Linked DNA regions of Mus musculus: region 1 is linked to region 2. Evidence: chromatin contacts called from public ChIA-PET data. All regions are on one chromosome and are shown on one strand. The core of a region is the stretch at or near the end of the contact, and the rest is flanking DNA. Distances in the headings are between cores, read along the strand shown. Region 1 holds the start of Cbll1 (Casitas B-lineage lymphoma-like 1). Region 2 has its middle 41 kb from the start of Dld.

Region 1 (3,574 bases), core at 777-3,276, 110 kb after region 2:
TTTTTTGTTGTTTTTTGTTTTTCGAGACAGGGTTTCTCTGTATAGCCCTGGCTGTCCTGGAACTCACTTTGTAGACCAGGCTGGCCTTGAACTCAGAAATTTGCCTGCCTCTGCCTCCCAAGTGCTGGGATTAAAGGCGTGCGCCACCACCACCGGGCCCTGAAACTCATTTTTTAACCTTAGCTAGGTCAGTAGTGATTATTTTCATGTTAGAATAATTTTTATTTCCCCAGGCAATCTTTGGCTAATAACTTAGAAACTAGGGTAATACTTTTACCCATGCAGTATCAAGACACTCTACTGGGAAACTCAGGTTTTTTTCATTTCTCTCACATACTTCCACAAACCAACCTATTAGCAGCTGCTGGATTCTCCACCAAAATATTTGTGGCAACTGCCTACTCTATGTCCTGCTCCCACTCCCCCTGCCTACTCTCTCTGTCCTGCTCCCATTCTCCCTACGGCGTTGCTGGGGACCCGTGCTAGCTGGTTAAGTTGCTCTACCACTGAGCTTCGATTCAACTAAACTGAGCCTCCCTCTGTGGCACTGCAACCACCCATAGATGATTTATACTTACTTCTGTTGTTCCTCTCCTACACCATTCTCCATAGAAGAGTCAAAATTGTTGCTTCATAGCCACTTAAACCCTTTATCATGATTTTCAAAGTCCTGAAAAAGGTAATTTGTGTTCTCCTTCTCAACTTAAAGCTAACTAGTCTACCGACATTTGGTCCTCTCTATACCTTCCTACCATTCCAAAAACACCTTTCCCTGGCACTCTGAAACTTCCTACTCCATGGGCATTCATTTCTCTCTCTTTTCTTTTCTTTTCTTTTTTTTTTTTTTTTGGTTTTTCGAGACAGGGTTTCTCTGTGTAGTCCTGGCTGTCCTGGAACTCACTCTGTAGACCAGGCTTGCCTCAAACTTAGAAATTCGCCTGCCTCTGCCTCCCAAGTGCTGAGATCAAAGGCGTGCGCCACCACTGCCCGGCAAGCACCTGTTTCTAAAAGTTCTCACCACAAATTGTAAACAGCTGTTAAAGAAGAAACCAATCTGCTTGTCTCCTTTGACAGAATGAAAACTCGAAGACAAGAACGTAGTCTTATTGTTTACCATTCCACCATTCTATCTCCAAGCCTACAAGTATCTGCATGCAATTATATAACTTAGTGTTTGAAGACTGGGCGCACTCAGTCAATTCCTAAAGAAAAAGCCTTTCCTCCTGCTTGGCGATAAAACTGTCTGAAGCACTCAAAGCCAAGTGCTAAAACTAAAACCAAGAAAACGAAGCCAGCAGAAATGAGGTTTGAAGCTACTCGTAATATGCGATGTCCCCAAAAGATGCGAAAGGACCACGGCCGAAGGACCGGGCATGCTTTGAGTTCCGGTAGAAAAGATGCTCCGCTTATAACTTCGAAAACTATATCCGACTCTCTTCTCTAACCACTAGTCCGCGAAAAGCCAACAAGACAATAACCACAGGCGGTGACCACTGCAGCAGCCGCCCGAAGCCGAGAGGCAGCAGGAAGTCTCCAACCCACTCTCGCCCAGAGTCCGGACGCTTCTCCAATTCCGAGAGTGGAAAACGCCCGCCTATTTCCCCAGCAAAAGTGCAAAGCAACCGGAATGAGAACAAAAACAAAAACAAAACTGGGACCCTCCCTTTCCAACAAGTCTGCGCGGAGGAGGGTCCCGAAACGAGCTCAGCGGCACCAAAGGAGCCGTGCTGCCGGTCTCCAGGATGGAGGCACCGCTCCGGAGGGTAGGCCGGGAAGCAGCAGACTCAGCCCGGGACCGGGTCTGAGCTTGCTTCCTCTCCGCCACGTCCCGGCGCAGTGGGGCGAGCATAGCCCCTTGTGCCTGCTGGGCGACCAGTCCCACACGAGCCACGGGGGCAAGAAACTAGGACCCCCGCTGCCTCCGCCTCCTTACCAGTGTGATCCATGATTCGGCTCGCGGGGCACAGTGGGAACGGAAGTCAGTCGCTCCGGAGTCGCAGTAAGCGCCTGCGCCCTACCTTCCGGAGCGCAGAGGCGGAAGTGCGCCCGAACTGCTCTCACGGGCTTCCCTCCCTAGCCGTAGCACCCGACTCCGGCGAAGGAGTCAGACATAGCCAGGACTGAGGCGGGAAGAGGGGGAACACGAGGGTTTTGGTGTCGAGGCTGCTAGTTCTCCCCAGAGGCAGCCCTCAGCTGTAGGAATGATACTTCTCGCAGTGAGAAAGCAATAGGAACCAAAGGGAAGCGCGGCAGGCAGGTAAGCCGCCGCCCGCCCCCCTGCGGCGCGAGGCCTTCTGGGATTTGTAGTCCGCCCAGAGCGCAGTCTCAGCCGTTGGGCTGGTCCCACCCCAGCGGGCGGAGTAACGGTTTGGAATGCCCCCCGGATCCGCCGCCGGGTGTAGAGAAGTGTAAACACGCACGCTCCGTGGGTGCCCGAGGGAAGCTGTGTTAGGCGTCCGGGAGGGAGGCAAGGTCCTCATTGTCTAATTGTGCTTTGTCCTGAGGAACCCCAACGCCCACTCGACACGCGCGTTTGCCCTGGCTCCCACCGTAGTTTCTCAACTGAATCGCGTGTTACAATGCTAACTAGCCCATGGCTCTAGAGAACACCACCAGGCTCCTGGAATCCCTGCTAAAGCTGGAGGGAGCACCAGGAGGTCCCCGTTCAACGAAAATACAAAGCAGTTGTGTGCAAAGGGGGTGAAGGAGGGAAGATAGGGACCGATGGAGTCGGAGGGAGAGCGTTAGAGCTTGACTAGAAGGAAGAGATGAGAAAGGGCAGGCCCCGACTGAAGAAAAGAGAGTTACCACAACAGGCGGTACCTAGTTCCAGTTCTTGGTCCCTGGGGTCTGTGGTTGCCGCTTTCATCTTGCTCAGCCAAAACAAAGAAGAGTGTCAACGGCGACTGCTGAAGACCTTCAGAGCACCCCCCACCTCGATTTGGCTCATAATAGGTCTTCTGCCTTCCCCAGCCCTTCACACTTGAAGCTCTCGTATGAGTAGAAAGGAACACAATTAGTGGAAAACATCAGCCTAGGAGTCAAGGGATTTGGGCTCTATGCTTGTCCCTTGGTGACGACATCGTTACCTTGGGTTGTTCACGCTTTCAGTGCCAGAGTTCCTAGATCAATAAAACATTATTATGTTGGCCTTTCTTAAAAATATTTTCACAGTACTCAATTCTGAATCAAGTATGTGTAGCAATGTGTTGTGTGCGTTGCACAGTAACAACGGTGACTAACACTGCAGTGATCCTAGTGTAAGTATACCATGTTATTTAGTGATTGTCTTAATTGTGGTCTTTTCCAAGACTCCCACTCATTGCGGCTTTACAAACAAGGTTGTAGGTACACTCAAATAAGGACATTTCTAAGTCGATATCCTTTTGGTTTTGTTGTTGTTAAAAATGTAAGTTTCTGTACTACGGGGTGTTTTTCATAATTTTTCAGTTGCTGGAATTAGTCGGGTGGGGTTGGGTACTGGTATGTCTCTCAATCTAGGGCTGATGCGCTGGGCTATTTAACCACTGTCTGCTACAGAAGGAACTGGGACAAATGGCTAAGTGTGGTGCGT
Region 2 (3,384 bases), core at 341-2,840:
CAAGTCACCCAGAAGGTCCAGACAAGGAGCCCAGTAAGGTAGGTCTGATGGGCCAGAGCCGGAGAATGAGTTCTGAGCTGTTTATAAAGGGGAAACTTTGAGGGTTTTAAATCAGAAAGATTTATAAAACGTTCTCTGCTATCTGGTGGATGGAATGAATGTTCGAGACACAGGGAGGTGGCTTAAGACACAGACAGTGGGACCTGGGTATGTAGTTTACTTAGTGCCTGGCATGCTTAAAGACCTGGACTCAAAACTCTAGCACAACATAAATCCAGCATTGTGGCCATGTCTGTAATCCTAGGATTCGGGAGGTGGAGTCAGGAAGGTCAGAAGTTCAAGGTCATCCTCAGCTATATACCGAGACCGGTCTGGAACACACGAGACCCTATCTAAAGGAAGAGGAGGAGGGGGGGGAGGAGGAGGAGGAGGAGGAGGAGGAGGAGGAGGAGGAGACGACAAGAGCAGTTCAAGGTAGGAAAGAATGACCTGACGATTCATGCCTGTAATCTCAGCACTCTAGAGAATGGAGAATTCCAGGCTAGCCTGGGCTACATAATGAGGCACAAAATCAATGGAGACAGGAAGATGTGTCTGGACCCTTCCTCGGCAGCCACTATACAGCTATGGTGACTTGACCAGGATGGTAGCAGCTCAGATAGTAAGCAATGCTCAAATGTAATACTTTCATGATACCGTAAGAACAAAAGAAAAAAAAAAAACATGCCCAAATAAACAAACGCTAGCATTAATTTATACAAAGATTTCATTTTACCAATTTTATTAGTGTGAGTCCAAGAAAACACACCAAAATTCAAAACTATATTAAAAACACAAACTAGGTCAGTGCCTAATCTGTACAGTGCAGGTGAGCTGGGGACGGAACCCCAGGGGAACTGCTTAGCCATAGGGCACATCCTGTACCATTAGCCAACATAAGCTTGTGGTTCCCCTTGCCTCTACTTTTTGGGGCAGAACCGAAAGCAATGAACACACACGCACACACACGCTCACGCATGAATGCTCACGCTCGAGCACACACATCTAGATGCTCTCAAGTGACACCGAAAAGTAAAGAGCTTGAATGTCGGTTAATAAAAAGGACAGAAAAGGGCTCGTCTCCATGGTCAAAGTCATGCCGTACCACTCTTCTGAACTTTATGGTCTATCGCTGGGAAGCATTATACAATCAATTCACAAACTGTGCTGAGTGTCTAACCAGAGCAAACTACAGCCAATCCCTGCTTCCCTCTGGCCTTCAGCTTTTCCGCCCAGACGTGCTCCCTTCTGATGGGACATTAAGTCTCATGTGAAAGATACCTGGCGCCGAGCTCTGAGATTATCATTTTGATCATCTGACAGCTGCTTTTCCAGCCAGTCCAGCCTCCCTTGTAAACACAGGTCTGTTCTAAAGACATGAAGGAGTGCATCTTAATGAAGTGTTCCGATCTTCTAGCTGTTCAGAACCTTGTTTGTTTCAAAACAGCTAACCAGTACTTCAACCACACACACCACTCCTCCTCCTAGACCACCAACAGGTCAGACCGGAAGAACAGCTGATAGCGCTTTCCTTGCCCTCCGCTATCCCACCTCTACCCTACCCCACTTCCTGTTTACATTTTGGTTTTCTTGTTTCCTAGTACTGAAGATCAAGTCAGAGCCTTGTGAGTGCCCAGCAGGTGTACTATCCCTGGGTTACATCCGGAGCTCTGCTTTTATTTGCTGTAGCTTTGCTTGGTTTTGTTTTGATTTGTTTTGAGGCGGCACCTCCAGCCCCAATGAGCCTGGGACTCCTAATATAGCCAAGGATAACCTTGACTTTCTGAGACTTCCTGAGTAGTGAGATTACAAGTGTGCACCACCATGACAATTTACACAGTGCCAGGAGCTGCGCCTTGGACTTTGTGGGTATCTACCAACTGAGCTACCCATTTGGCCATTCTTACTTTGTTTTTAAGATAGCGAGCGCTCTCTCTGATCCATTTTACCTTCACCTCTGCAGGAATATCATACACACTGTTGGAAAGGGGTTGACTCTGAGCAGGAGTAGGGTTTGTTGTGTGTCATGTTTGTATTTGCTCAGCCCGTAGCAAGAGAGGAGAGATGGAGAGCAGAGCAATGCCCAGGAGCTCTTCTCTCCATGAATTTACTCCAGGGATGTGACCGGTCATGCTCCAAAGGTACCTCTGTAGGCTAGGAGACCAGAAAATACTTCTCAGAGAAGAAAGCAAACGAACAGCTAGAAAAAGGATGGAGAGAAAACCAGGCCGCTTCCCGAGCTGTCTAGACGAGGATGGTCTCTCTATGCCCCAACCCTCGTGCCCCAGCCATAAAATAAGTGTAGGCTACTGAGAGCTCATTCACGGTCCAGCCTTGGTTCCTTCTGGAAAGGCTTCACACCTTAATGAGCTCTTTTGAAAGGCAACGTGAAGTTCCTATCATCTACTGATCTGAAGCTATTCGTCTGAAAGAATGTATTTGGCACAATAGTGGAACATGGGGCAGGAGAGGAGGAAGGGAGGAAAAGGAAAGAAAGACAGGGAAGAGGAAAAGAGAAGGCAAAGGGAAAATGGAGAAGATGAGGGAAAGGAGGAGAATAGTGTGTGTGTGTGGGGGGGGAGGTGTTATGTGTATGTGTTTATGTCTGTGTGTAGAGGTTGTATATGTGTGTATGTGTGTATATATGTGTGTATGTATATATATATATATATATATATGTGTGTGTGTGTGTGTGTATGCTCATGTGTATATATGTGTGTATTTATGTGTGTATGCATGTGTATATATGTGTGTATGTATGTATATATGTGTGTGTGTGTGTGTGCGCATGTGTATATATGTGTGTATGCATGTGTGTATGCATGTATATATATGTGTGTATGTATGTATATATATATATATGTGTGTGTGTGTGTGTGCGCATGTGTATATATGTGTGTATTTATGTGTGTATGCATGTGTATACATGTGTGTATGTATGTGGGGTGTGTGTGTGTTGCCAAGCCTGGAACCTGGGGCCTTGTGCCTGACAAGCAAGGGTTCTACAACTGAACTGTAGGAAGAATTAATTGATAAAGTGAGATAGTACCTGGTTTTGCTCATGCCACCCCAGTCAAAATTATTCTGGGGACCATCAACAGAGTGTCAGACCTGAAGAAGAGTTGTTGACTTTCATGAGCTCTCTGTACACATACATATGTTTATTAATGTTTTCATTTGTTTATTATCTTTGTGCCATTGAAATAACATAAGGCAACTCCCGGCACACAGTCACTGCTAACAAATGCTGGTTTTATTATCACTATTACGTCTAGTGTTGGTGCTGTTGCTACTCGTGTCTTCTTCTCTGTCCTCAACAGTCTCAGAGTCTAGAAAGGGAATGAG

Evidence for each region. ChIA-PET counts read pairs in DNA pulled down with a chosen protein or histone mark.
Region 1: an RNA polymerase II ChIA-PET map of effector CD8 T cells shows a contact between it and region 2, with 42 read pairs. The contact joins the promoter of Cbll1 here to the enhancer-like site in region 2. A contact is called at or near these places in 4 of 39 promoter capture datasets (the 3T3-L1 cell line, 3T3-L1-derived adipocytes, second pharyngeal arch cranial neural crest and 1 more), 8 of 484 Hi-C or Micro-C datasets (the C10 cell line, the C2C12 cell line, colorectal tumor organoids and 5 more), 10 of 115 datasets of contacts at active chromatin or transcription factors (a beta-TC-6 cell line, bone marrow-derived dendritic cells, bone marrow-derived macrophages and 7 more) and 3 of 9 other capture datasets (adipose tissue, liver and pancreatic islet).

What each region holds. Positions count from the first base shown.
Region 1 is chr12:31,497,590-31,501,163 of GRCm38.p6, forward strand. It overlaps Cbll1 (Casitas B-lineage lymphoma-like 1), which reads right to left and starts at 2,027. Exons shown (of 6, transcript NM_001253847.1): 1 at 1,934-2,027. The coding sequence starts at 1,946. Gm40362 (a long non-coding RNA gene) reads left to right here and starts at 2,031. Exons shown (of 2, transcript XR_872643.3): 1 at 2,031-2,257.
Region 2 is chr12:31,390,876-31,394,259 of GRCm38.p6, forward strand. No RefSeq gene overlaps it. Among named protein-coding and RNA genes, the nearest start is that of Dld, 41 kb to the left of the region's middle. Within about 2 kb of position 1,591, at least 15 of the 459 cell types and tissues checked have an H3K27ac peak or open chromatin away from gene starts, as enhancers often do. A contact at or near this core is called in effector CD8 T cells and memory CD8 T cells, where this site is marked.